Linked DNA regions of Sus scrofa: region 1 is linked to region 2. A link is a contact called in public Hi-C data. All regions are on one chromosome and are shown on one strand. The core of a region is the stretch at or near the end of the contact, and the rest is flanking DNA. Distances in the headings are between cores, read along the strand shown.

What was found. Hi-C and Micro-C count contacts between places; a contact is called where the count stands out from the background.
Region 1: a Hi-C map of fetal heart ventricle shows a contact between it and region 2, with 2.9 times the contacts expected there. A contact is called at or near these places in 4 of 47 Hi-C or Micro-C datasets (embryonic fibroblasts, fetal heart ventricle, fetal skeletal muscle and 1 more).

What each region holds. Positions count from the first base shown.
Region 1 is chr5:30,183,113-30,189,977 of Sscrofa11.1, forward strand. HMGA2 (high mobility group protein HMGI-C) reads left to right here and starts at 5,409. Exons shown (of 5, transcript XM_005663957.3): 1 at 5,409-6,325. The coding sequence starts at 6,215. The region is part of intron 2 of LOC106507220 (a long non-coding RNA gene); the gene reads right to left.
Region 2 is chr5:29,728,998-29,736,124 of Sscrofa11.1, forward strand. The region is part of intron 1 of MSRB3 (methionine-R-sulfoxide reductase B3); the gene reads left to right. Among named protein-coding and RNA genes, the nearest start is that of MSRB3, 37 kb to the left of the region's middle.

The sequences.
Region 1 (6,865 bases), core at 4,159-6,658, 460 kb after region 2:
GCCAGGATGCTGATGGAAGAGACCACCTTTGAAACTGATGTCAGCACGGAGGAATGCATAGCATCTAAGTCATATTTCTTTATCTTTTCTCAAGGACATCATAGAAATTTTATCAAATGTCTGCTTAATTCCAGGTGTTCTATTTTAATATATATACTGTAGAATATAATGGAGCCATTAGAAGTGGTCTTGTAGAAGAACATTCATTGACATGAAAAAAAATTCATGATATACGATTTACATAAAATAGTTCATGAAACAGAATGTGCAGCATGAACCTATAGTAGGGTGTTTGGAATCTAGAAAGATTAAAATGTTATAGGGTTATCAATGAGTGGTGGGTTAACTGGTGAATTTTTTTTTCTTTGCTTTTGTCACCTGCATTTTCTACAATGCATTTTCTAATAAAATAAATATAACTCATCCAAAAAAGAAGTAGATTTTTCTAGAAACATTGTAAGAATGGATCTTTAAAATATTAAGACTGAGGATTAGGAGACCAGACAGAAAGACACTGGAGTCATCCAAATGAGAAATGGAGAGTTTTAAGGCAGCAACAGAGGAGGTAGAGGTAGACAGATTCAAGGGATATTTAGAAGGCAGAACCGGAGGGACTTGGTGATCATTTAATGTGGAAAGAGGACAAGATGGAGTGATTGCTAGCTATGAAAACCACCACTTTGAAGTTATTAGTTGGTAAATAGAAAAAAAAATCAGTTTTAGGAAAAAAAATGATGGGCCAGTTTCTGTGGCTGTTGTAACAAACCACGTCAACATTTAGTGGCTTAAGAATAAAAACAACATTTATTTTACTCATGAATGTGTAGTTGCAGCAGTGCTTGGCAGGGGTCTTCTCTCTAATCTACTTCACATTAGCTTGGGGTGGTTTAAAGCAGAGGTTGGAGTGATCTGGAATTATCTGATTGTGTAACCTCTCCCCATGTCTCTCCAGTATGGTGGCTTCAGAAATTCCAAGGTACTGAGATAGAGATTGAGATGGTGGTAGAGAAAGAGGAAGACACAGAGATGAGCAAAAGAGAGAGAGAGAAGAAAAGAGGGAGAGAGAGGGAGAGTGGGAAAGAAGAAAAAATGGAAATCGACACAGATGATGTGTTTCCATGCCAGCCATTGCTTTACTACAACCCCAAAGAGATACAGCAGGTAGGTGGCTTGGCAGGTGTGGTACAACCACTTAGAACATATCCAGACAAACCGTATGAGTAATTTATGTTTCTGAAGCAATCCATGGAATGGAAAAAGGAAGGCAAGTTTATGTGACCTGATTCTTCCTGCATCAGTTTTCTATGGCTGCACAATTAATTACTCTAAATGTAATGACTTAACATACCACTAAAATACCCACTCATTAGCTCACAGTTTTGTAGGGCAGAAGGCAGGTATGACCGGGTTATCTGGTGGGGGGTATCACAAAGATGAAATAAGGTGTTGGCCTGGCTGACTTCTCTGGAGGCTCTGGGGAAGATTTGCTTCTGAGTTCATTCTTGGCAGAATTCAATTCCTTGTGGTTTTACAAAGGAGGTCCCTGTTTCCTGATGGACTGTTAGCCTGAGGCTGCCCTCAGCTCCCAGAAGCTGCCCATATTCCTTGCCGTGTGTCCTCTCCATCTTTGAACTGACAATGGACAGTCAAACCTTTCCTAAGCTTCAAATCTCTAAGTTCCTCTCCTAAAATTAGTTCGCTGTGCTTTAAAAGCACACATATGATGAGAGCAGGTCAACAAGGATAATTTCCTTACCTTAAGGTCAACCATACCATCTAAACGAATCTAATCTCAGGAATAAAATCTATCATATTACAGTCCCAAGGATTATGCAAAGTATATACAACAGGGGGGCAACCGTTCCTAGATCTCATTTAAAAGCTGCTTGGTAGTATATTTAGACCAAGATTGTTTGGGGCTGACAGTATAATGTCAATAGGTGGGACATGAAAATGAAACAATGCCACGTCTGCTTTCATGACTTTTGTCAAAAAGAATGTTTTGTGAATCCTAGCACATACTGGCTACTCAATAAATATTTTGTTGAATGCACTATGTATGGGATGGAAGAGAATAAATATTTATAAGGGTAAAGGAAAGGCTTAACGTAACAGGAAAATAGATTTTACATGAGCACCTAGCTGTTTCCAAAGAGATTCTCTGATGTTCTGAACAGATTATATTCCTGAGTCCAGAGAGAATAATAGGTGAGACTGATGCAAAACCAACTCAGCGTATGTTTGTTGAGTGAATGAGTGCACAAATTAACTTTGGTGGTGATCTTCTGTCTAGGGGTCTGGAAAGCCTTTCCAAAACCACCGCTCTGCCCTCCCCCACCACATACTCTTTTTGGATGATACTGTAGGGAAACTCTTAGAGGTTCTCGCTCCTACATTTTATGAAATACTAAACATAGTTAAAAAGACACAATCACTAAAACTGTGCGCTTGAGCAGTGCGAATGAGTTCATGCAGATCACAGGAAATATTGTTCTTTTTTTAAAATTATTTTTTGGCATTTTTGTCTTTTTAGGGCTGCACCCACGGCATATGGAGGTTCCCAGGCTACGAGTCGAATCGGAGCCGCAGCGACTGGCCTATGCCACAGCCACAGTAACCCAGGATCCAAGCCACATCTGCGACCTACACCATAGCTCCCCACAGCTCCCGGCAACACCAGATCCTTAACCTACTGAGCAAGGCCAGGGATCAAACCTGCATGCTCATGGATACCAGGTTCATTAACCACTGAGCCAGGACGGGAATTCCTGGAAATATTTTTCAGAAATACGTGTTTATCTTGTGCTTTATTTAACTTCTATATACACATAAATAATATATGGATGTGTGTTATGCTATGTATTCTGCTCAATAAATGTCAGTTAAAAACAGTATCTGGTTTTAATTAATCTGTTTATGTATAAAATACATCTTACAACGTCTATCTTCATCACATTTTCTTTTAATCAAAATAATTTTGAAGATATTTTAATATATCTAATGCTTTTCTTACCCTGTGGCACATTTGTAAAATATTAACTTACTAAAAGTAACAGTCATAGCAGTAAATTAGTAAGTACCAAAAAAAGTCTATTGTGATACGAACACTACCCACAACTGGTGCAAAAAAGAGGTGTTAGAAATACTACCTGTCTCCATGGAATTTACATATAAACAGGACACAATTAGAGAACAAGATATTATACATGTTTTAAAGTCTACTAGAACTGGAAGAACCCTTGGAGATTACAGTGAATTTGCAGTTGAAAAATGAGGACAGAAACATAGCAACTGGAAAAAATATAGCTTCCAGGAGTGAAAATATATAAAACTGATTTAAATAAAACCTGATGTAGTATTTGTTTCATATCCTTCAGGTTATAAACTGAAAAAATTCAAATAAAATTGGAATTGATAGCAAAGTGGCGGTGGTCTGAAAAAAAGTGGCAGGACATTCTCCCACCCCCGCTTTTTTTCACTGTGCTTTTCTCAGATGCAAGGGTTAATACAAAAGTAAGTTCTGGAATCCTTTCCTTGCTGGCTACTGTGCATATTAAAAAAAAATAATAATCCAAGCATATAATGAACCTAGTTTAAAATTGGCTGGGTGAAATCTTAGGTGATTTCTCCTATATTCATCCTCACAATTTTATCTTTAGTTCATGCAAAACGCAGGCAAACAAAAACACACCCATTTTGTATGTGTGTGTAAAATGTGCACACCACTGTGCAAATGTGATCATATTAAAATATGTGCAAACTTGGCAGTTAGGAAGTATCACTGCAATCATTAGCACATGAAACTTCAGTCTCTTTGATGAAGATACCATCTTTCAGCCAAGCCCTAGCAGAAAACCTTGGGTTCCTGTTAGACCCCTCCCTCCCCAGTCAGCTGCTAGGCTCCATCCGGAGGGATGGGGGCTCTCCTTTCCATCATAACTAAGCGTTCCCAGACCCATGAAAAACCCTGGGTTTCTGTAGGGCACTCAACGTGCAGCTAAGTGTCCCAGCTCTGCAAAGGGCAGCTAGAAGTGGATTTAAAATGGCAACGCGGACCAATCAGCGCCACCGCGCCCGATGCAGGCATTTACACGCACCTCCTTCACAGGCACAGCGGAACCTGGCGGTGCCTAACTCCCTGCTCAGGGCTATAAAGCAGGCGTTTTTTATTCCACGGTGGTCTGTATTTGGGGGAAAGAAAAAAAATTCTTCCTTGGGTGAAAGTTTTTACTTTGGAAATGGTCCAAAATAATTTTGGGTGTGATGTGTGAAAATCTGAACCTAATTTTTTCAGAGTTTTTTGTTATTCAAGGATGAAAAGAGGTACATTTTAAAATGTACTCCACCTTTTTAAAACGGACTGTGGTCATTATGGTGTTCACATAACTCAGAAACAGTCCAGGCTATAAAATTAGGACTTGGCAGAAAGGGAGTTCCTAGGGAGAAGGTTAAATCGAGGTAAATTGAAGGGAGAGTGGGACATTTGGTGCAATTGTGGAGTTAGGAAGCTGCGAGATCCCCGCGTGGGGCAACCTCTCTACCCTGCGAGCGTTGGAGCCCGAGTGCACAGCGCCAGCCGAGGGAAGACTTCACGTCGCTTCTAGTCCTGCCGGGTGAAAAAAGCTCAGTAAAGAGGCTGGCGCGCGCCGTGTGCCCGTATGCACATTGTTTGCATGTGTGCACGTGTCTGCGAGTGTGCATGTGTATCTGCGTGCCTATGTGCTTGTAAGTGCGCGCCTGTTTGTTTACATGTGTGTTTATGTCTGCATGTGGGAGGGTGCACGTGTATCTGCATACACGTGTGCGTGTGGATCTGCGTGTGTCTGTGTGCTCGATCGCGCGCGCGCGCCGGGTCGTGCAATCTGCGAGTAGGGCATTGCGACCCAGAGCAGAGCTGCCGGGGGCCGCTGCTGCTCCTCTTCAGTGGTTCCCCACTCTCAGGGAACTAGAACTCTGCCGCCGTGCAGCTAGACGCTTCCTGCAGAGCATTGGCTACGCAACTTGGAGGTGCAGGTAAAGGCCAAGCCCCTAAACGCGGCTCCAGGGCAAGCCACATTCCCGCGCCTTCTTAGGACAGCTGCCCAGGAGCAACCTCGGGGTGGCGGGCGGGGCGAGGCCGGCGGCGAGCGGGCCCGGGATCCCCGGCCTGTCCCTTTAACCCCGCCGCCGGGCGGGAGCACGTGAGCGGGGCTCCGGGTGGCACCCGGGCGCCGCAGCCGCGGAGGCAGTTGTATTTAGAACGCTGCCTCTGGCTCGCGGCCAGGCGCCTTGGCTCGGCGGTCCGCCTGGCCTCCCTCCTCCTCATACTTTTCCTCCTGCGCAGCCCCCTCCCCTTTATCCGCCCACGACTAGAGGTGGGCACTCCCCCCCCCCCCCACCAACCCGGCCGCCCCCTCCCCAAGCACACACGCACACTCATCCCGCTTGAATCCTGGGGCAGGGACTCAGAAAACTTCCAGCCCGGGCAGCGCGCGCTTGGTGCAGAACGCAGGAGCAACCGGTCCGTCCCCCTCCAACTCTCCGGTGCCGCTGCCGCCTGCTCCCGCCATCCGAGGAGGCGCGGTGCCACCCACCGCTCCGTCCCCTGCCTGCGCTCAGTGCGCGACCCGATCCCCGCAGAATCTCCCCATCCTCCCTTTGCTTTCTGACTGCCCAAGGCGCTATTTGTTTTCTCTCTTTCTCTTTCTTGCTCTGCGAGAGGGGAGGGGGGGGAAGAGGAGGAGGAATTCTTTCCCCGCCTAACGTTTCAAGGGACACAATCCACTCCAAGTCTCTTCCCTTTCCAAGCCGCTTCCGAAGTGCTCCCGGTGATCGCAACTTTTGATCCCAAACCGAGAGGGGAGTCTCCCAACTTCAAATCCTCTTTTCCTTCTCCTTCGCTTTCCTCCTCTCACTACCTCCACCGCCACCGCCACCTCCACCTCCGGCACCCACCCACCGCTGCCGCCGCCACCAGCAGCGCCTCCTTCTCTCCTCCTCCTCCTCCCCTCTTCTCTTTTTGGCAGCCGCTGGACGTCCGGTGTTGATGGTGGCAGCGGCGGCAGCCTAAGCAGCAGCAGCCCTCGCCGCACGCCAGCTCTAGCCCACCCTGCCTTATTCTCTAGTCCTACCTCCCAATCTCCCGAAAGGTGCTGGGCAGATTCGGGGCGGCTGAGGCGAAGCGGCAGCGGTAGGAGCGGCGGCGGCAGCGGTAGCGGCGGCGGCGGGAGGCAGGATGAGCGCACGCGGTGAAGGCGCCGGGCAGCCGTCCACTTCAGCCCAGGGACAACCTGCCGCCCCGGTGCCTCAGAAGAGAGGACGCGGCCGACCCAGGAAGCAGCAGCAAGTCAGTACGCAGGCGGGGTGGGGGCACAGCCCACCTCCGAGCCCTCTGCAAGGGCCCCGCGACGCGCGGCCATCCGAGCGCGGGAGCCCAGTCGCCGCGGCCGCCGCACGCTGTCGCGGGGGCGGGCTGCGGAGTCCCCCGCGCGAGTGCGCGGCTGAGCCCCAGGCGCCCGCGCCCTCCCGGCCGGGAGGTGGGGAGCCGTCTTTGGCGGCTGGGTGCGGGCGGGAGGTGGGGTCGGGCGAATTGCGTCCTCCGACTTTCGCTATTGTGCCGGCCCGAGTGGCGCGGTGTCTCCTGGTAACGGGAAGCGGCCGGGTCCGACAAACCGGGGCTCGCCAGGCACTTTCCGAGCCGGTTTACAGTGGCCGGGGAGCAGGAGTGTTCTGGCGGATCAGGGTTGGAGGAGCCGAAGTCCTGGGGGCCGGAGGCTCTTTCTCCCGCCAACCGGGGCTGCTCTCTAGTCGGGAACTGGCGCGCCGCAGCCGCCCCCTTGGCGCCCTCTCCAAGTTCTCGGTGGCCTGAGACTCGCGCCCTCCCGAC
Region 2 (7,127 bases), core at 139-2,638:
AATGACCTGCTGACTCTAAATAGGTATAAGTAGATTGGGTGTAAGTAGACTGTTAGAAATTTCTAATATAATTTTAAAATAAAGCAAATGTTTGCACATTTAAGAAGAGCTAATGTTTAGGAGCATATATTATGTGCCAGGAGTTGTTCCAAGTGCCTTTGACTAGTTGAACTTAGTTAATTAATTTCTTTCTTTCTTTTTTTTTGATTTTTAGGGCCATACCTGCAGCATATGGTGGTTCCCAGGCTAGGTAGGAGTCTAATCAGAGGTACAACTGCTGGCCTACGCCACAGCCACAGCAATGCCAGATCCAAGCCATGTCTGTGACCTACACCGCAGCTCACAGCAATGCCGGATCCTTAACCCACTGAGTGAGGCCAGGGATCAAACCCGCAACCTCATGGTTCCTAGTCAGATTCATTTCCGCTGTGCCATGACAGGAGCTTCTAACTGTTACTTTAGAGTTGAGGAAACTGAGGCCATGAGAGGGCAAGCAACTTTGCCAAAGTAACACAACTCCTTAGGGGCAGGGGCAAGTTTCAAACCCAGGCAGTCTGATCTCATAGATTACACACATCCATTGGATGTCCTATCTTTCATCCACATGCATTTTGCATTTTAGATTAGTTTGTCAAAGTATTTTATTTCATTTACTGCAACCATAAACCAAGCGGAAAATGTTAAGTTAAAAATTAAATTCGTTAAATCATTTCAACATAAAACTATTCCTTTTTCTGTTCTAGAGAAGAGTTGCTCCTAGTGTCACATGTTAGAATCATATTAACTATGATCCTTTTGTAAGAGTATAATATTATGAGTTTGATTTCACCAAGGCATTCAGATGCATGTGTTCCATTCTTTAGAACGGTTTTTCACTTTCCATCTCAGCTGCGTATTTTCAGGGTAGCATGTAAGTAATGTTATAAAATGTTACATTATGCATGTAACAATTTTGCAAAATTAGCTGCTTTTTCTGCAAGCATTAAAATAATTAGGAGTATGTCAAATCCTAACCTATGAAATGCATGCTTTGTGAGATTTGGCAATGGAGAACACTGTGACAAATCATACTTTTTGCATTCTTCAGTGTAAAAAGGCTAAATGCTCTAAAGTAGTCACTTTATTACTCTACTTTGTTGGTGCTAATGTAGCTGAGTGCATTTAAAGAAAACTGGGCAAAACTAATTTGCCACTAGATGGAGCCCTGGCTATTTGGGTAGAAATAAATGCACTACAGTTGGAACATTAAATCATGCCGTCTTATCATGCTGGAGGGCCCCTGGTATTTGAGGCCCTCAGCTTTTAATTGTAGAATGCAGCTTTGTTCTTTGCCTGACCTGCAGAGTGACATCACTCCCTTTCTTCCTGTGCGCTGGCTTTGACACAAGCCAGATGGCCTTGGCCATTGGTAGGCGCACAGGCCGCCTGGTACAGCAGTTGATGAAACAGAATAGGAAGACATTTTATGGTCAGCTGCGGGAGCACAATGAGGCTGCAGCTTTGCTAAGTAATTACATTTACCGTGCACACTTTATTCCTCATAGAGAAGGTCACAAGGAAAAAAATACATTTTTATTTATAGTGTTGTGAGGTATAGACCTTTGATCTTTTATTAGTCAGTAGTCTGCTCCAAAGGAATGCTCTCTTTTCTCTGCTCTGCAGTCACTCGTGAAAATGACATGTTTATTTATGTTTAATGGTTCTTTCAGGCTGTGCATTATGATACTTACCTTCCCTCTTCCTCCCTTTTGTCTCCAGTTGGTAACAGAAAAATGTTTTAGTTTTGTAGTGAGTTTAGTTTGGAGAAGTCAGTGTTTAGGCATGTTAGTACAAGCAGATTTCTGTCAGATACACTGCAGAGTGATTTGGTAAAATATATTACTGTTGATTATGTGTTTGTTCTTTGTGGAGGTCAGAAGAGACTAGGAACAGACTTTTATTTGGGGGGAGGCAAGTGGGATGAGGGTCAGGAAATGAATGAGACATTAATTTTATATCCATTTTTGGACATTTAGTGGTTAAGGTCACTTATAAGGCTAATTTTAAATAAAGTATTGGAGGTGAATAATAACCTAGTATTTTCCACCTTCATTTGAAGTTAATCTTTACCAACTGAAAGATTGTCCAAAACTTAAAAAAAAAAAATTCTAACTGAACTTTTCTTTAAAGTTTAACATTTACACAATTTTGAAATTCTTCCACATGATTCATTTCCAAAAGCTTTAAAAAATACTTTTACCATTTTTTAAGGCTGGGATGTGTGGGTTGTTTTCAGATTGATGTAGAAATTATAAGGAATAAGATCAAATGAAAATGCATAGTCGATATGCCTTCTTTAAACTTATCACTGTTTCTAAAGCGAAGCCTCCTAGTTGTCCTTAGGTTATTTGGCTCTTTATTTTTTTAAAACGTGAAACTCTAATAAAAGAAATCTCTTCATCTTACAATATGTTGCAGTCTTCTCCAGGGAGGGAGATGTGCAAATAATTGCTGGAAGAAGGCCGCGTGTTGGGAGGAGAGAGCGTAGCTTCATAGTGAGATAGAAGAAGGTTGTCTAACCCTTCTTTCACTAGCTATTCGCTCTGTGTCCTTGGACCTTTGAGATTTGGCTTCTTCACACATGGATAGGGAGATAAAACCTATCTCCTCAGTTTATTGTAAGAATTAAATGACATAATATCTGTATATTTGGCCCCAGACAGTTCTTGTCACTTTGTACAAACCCAGTAAATGCTAATTCCTTTCAACTGTTTTAAACTTTGTCTCTTTTCTCAACCTCTTGCAAACTGTGTTCACAGATTACACTGCTATTGTATAGTGTGTATTTTATTTTTATTCATAAGATATAAATAAGTTTGGGTTGAAAGGAAACTTACCATCTGAAAAATAGGCATTTGAAATTTATTAGCACTGTGTGCGTGTGTTCAGTTCCAGATAAAACCGTAACCATCAATTGTGCAATGAATGTGTTTAACATTTGTGATGTTTTAATTTGTTTTTGTTTTCTTTTTTTTTTCCTACTCAGCTCTTGCCCCTGTTCTTTGCCTCTCGTTTTGTTGGTGAAGATATCACAGTGATGTCTGCATTCAACCTGCTGCATTTGGTGACAAAGAGCCAGCCAGTAGCCCTGCGAGCCTGTGGGCTTCCCTCAGGTTGCTGCTTCTTGTACTGTACTTAGTGAGGGCACTGGTCTGGGGTGGGGGGTGTTTCTGCTGCAGGAAATGATACACCATAATGCTTTGCTAAATTTCGTTTTCTTTTACTTGGGCCCTAATTTGAAGACGGAAATTGGTTATAAATCACCACTCTACTTTGAATAACATTCATTTCCACAGTCCTTACAACCCCTGGAAACATTGTCCAGTTTCTTTGCTCAGTATATAATTGTCACTAATATTTCATGATATCTTCTTGTTCTTTAATGCACAGTACACATATGAAAATCAAAATGTTCATAAGAGGCTGGCAGTCTTGATAAGAAACTGCCCCAAATCACATAAAAAAGGACATTCATCTTGTTATAGGATAATGAAAATGCTTTTCATTCCACATGTGGTCCTATCTTTAGGAAAGAAAAAATGAAAATGAGCAACTTTAGTATGATAAAGTTAGTAATTGTGCTTACGAAGAAAAGATATTCTGTTTAACAATGACCAAATAAAGAGAACTAATATAGCATGTGTTAACTGGTTCCTAAACTAGAACCACCATTCTTTTAAAGATGTGATTTTAAGCATTTAAACAAGTGAGACATGAAAGTCTAAAATTTTTTTATGTGCTGATATCATGTTTAATATTTTAATCTTATTATAAAAATCACAGTGGCCAGATATTTTCTGTGAACATTGCTGTCAATATTATTTATATTTTATTTTAGTACACATATCTCTATTACTATATTGTATAGAGAATTTAATTCTAACTTGTTAAATATTCATTAAATATTAATTCTGAGTGCCAGGTATTGTGTGAAGCAGTGAGGATACGATGATAAACAAGATCAAGCCAATTTCTTTAACAAGCACAAGGTGGAGATGAGGTATGTGAGGACATATGATGATAAGAATAGATTAAAAATGCCCTTGATGTTGGGGGAATCAGAGGATGGTCCTAGCTCTTTGCTTCAAAGAAGAGATTTTGGAAAGGAGGGAGGGTCTCTGAAGCTTAAGGAGGACCTCATGGAGAATATAGTACTTGAGCTGAATCTCAAACTATGAGCAAGAGTGAGCAGATGTCCAAGCAGGGGAAGGACATTTCTACTATATGAAGTTGTGTGGGTAAAACTTGAAGGCCTAAGAGCAAGATGTGTTCAGAGAAGTGTGGGTTATTTAATATGGCTAGCTTGGGTGAGGAAGGCAAGTGGAAGAGGGGGGGAAGGAAGGTAGCCAAATCATAGAGTGCCTTCTATGATGTTTAAAAAATGTTAAATCTTGAGGAAAGGGATAAAGGGGGTGTAACATGACTTGTTTTGTATTTCTTAAGGATTATTGACTTAGTATGATGGAAGGTCAATGCTGGTTCCAGATATTTCTATGAGAGGGTTGCTTTGGCAGCTTAATTAGAAGGGAGGATAAGGCTTTTGTCTTGAAGCTGGACTTGAGCAGTAAACATGCAGTTTTTAGAATCAATTTTAGTAGTTCCTGCTGTGGCACAGTGGGTTGAAATCCAACTGCAGTGGCTCAGGTTGCTGCGGAGGTGAGGGGTCGATCCCTGGCCCAGCTCACTGGGTCAAAGGATCCGGCATTGCGCAGCTATGGTGTAGGTTACTGCTGTGGCTAGGATTCAGTCCCTGGCTGGGAAACTTCCATATACCATGGGTGTGGCCCTTAAAAAAATCGATTTTATGTCTATTTGTGGTGACTTGAGAGACCAGTGAAGCTTAATGTATGGAGTCCTCAACCACTTTTCCCAACACCTTCCTTTCCCCTACCCTACCATGCCCCTGCACTGCCACCACTGAATGTGCTGGAGGAGCTTCAGGCTGGAGGGACTCACAAAGTGCTGAGAGCTTTAACAATGATACTTATAGTAGGTTTGGAAAGAAGAGGAATGGATAAAAGAGAAATTCAGATTGTAGAACAGACAGTTCGTCGAATTGTATGTAAGCTTGAGGGAGAACATCAACCAATGTAGTTCCTTATGCCATGTGGAACTTTTCCATAACTATGTATTGCATATAACAATTGGAGTCTGAAAATTATTTAATTGATATATAACCACGTTTTCCACTGGGTGGGAGGAAACCCAAGGTATGAGAGCACTACCATCGTTCTTGTAATATGAGTTTGTCATACACCAAGGGGGCTAAGTATTTACGGAAGCTTATTAACATAGCATTCCTCGAAATATGACAGTTGTGGGATTAAGGAGTTTCATAATAAAATTGTTTAATCAAAATATAAGTGACTAAATTTTGATATCAAAATGATTCAAAGATAATTCAACAAAACTGATAGTTTTTAAGAAGGAACCATTATAGTACAATGCATATGTATATAAATTCCAAAATTTGACTGGATCTGAATTCTGGCTTTGCCACTTAACTAGCTGTGTACCTTGGCTTCCTTGTTTGTAAAATGGGACTCATAATAGTGCTCACCTGAAAGGGTTGCTGTGAGAATGAAATAGCTTATGATGTGAAAAGTACTTAGAACAAGTGGCTGGCATGTAGTAAACACTATGTACAAATGTTTGCTATAGACATCTGTATCACTGTAGATAGACATTTTTTGTACTTTTTTAGTACAATAGACTTTTAAAAACATCTAAACATGTCTCATCTTCCATTTAACTATTTTTACTTTATTTTATTTATTTATTTATTTATTTATTTTTACTTTTTTTTTTGCTATTTCTTTGGGCCGCTCCCGTGGCATATGGAGGTTCCCAGGCTAGGGGTCGAATCGGAGCTGTAGCCACCGGCCTACGCCAGAGCCTCAGCAACGTGGGATCCGAGCCGCGTCTGCGACCTACGCCACAGCTCACAGCAATGCCAGATCCTTAACCCACTGAGCAAGGGCAGGGACTGAACCCGCAACCTCATGGTTCCTAGTCGGATTGGTTAACCACTGGTCCACAATGGGAACTCCTATTTTTACTTTAATAGGAACCACAAATGCAGCTTATGCTTGAGAAATAACCATCTCAATCTGTGGTTTTGCTCTCTCTGCTTTACGTATACATTTTGTTGAACCAGAATTCAAGTCCTGTAAAACATAAACACATTCTTTTATTCTTACCATCCAGTACTGATGGACGCTCAGAGAGACTTGGTTTTTCTTACTTAGAGCTTGTAAACCCATTTTATTTTGATAAATGATTTGGCTAGAATACTATTCCATTATTCCTTAGCCATTCAAGCACCACTTACTTTTTAGAGTGTTATGCATCTCAGTCTTCCCATGTCCACATATTTTTTATAACTTCAATATTAGCAGAACCTTTGTTACCATCCATTTCTCTAACAGAATTTAACCTTAGAAATAATATGTTGAAGAAATTAAGGTCAACAATAATGTGAAGCTATTGAAATTTTGAAAAACAAAAATGAAATTGAAATGGGAATTCTAGTCTGTCTTACTTTGTCCAAGTAGAGAGGGAAGAGGCCAAAATTGGAGATATAGGAAATTAAGGTAAAGTTTGACGTATGCTTTAATTTACTGTTCCCTGGTCAAAACCCATTACAACAAAAATCTCTGTAAATCAAAAAGATTTCTGCTCCCTAGCCAGTACCCTACTAATTTTAGGTATTATTTAATAGGAAATAATTCCAGAACTGAAAAATAATTGGAACAGGCTCTTAAAGTTGATTATAACTGGATTGACCTGTATGAAGGCCATATCCCAGAAGGCTGATCTATCATTCTTCAGCTTTGGCTTCCTTTTCTTCTTATTTTTAAATAAGGCATAATTTCAATTTAGAGCTTATTAAGTGCATCTGAGTTATAGTTTGCTCATGTTTGTAATTAAAGGTAATTTTTTTTCCTCTCAGAGCTCTTCTTAATTTCCCGTAACAGTTTCTTTTATGTATTTAGAAGAGCACTGGAATAGGAGTCAGAAAAACTAACCACAGCTCTGTCATTTACTTGTTTGACCTTGAATGTATCAGTAAACCTCTTCAGATCTCA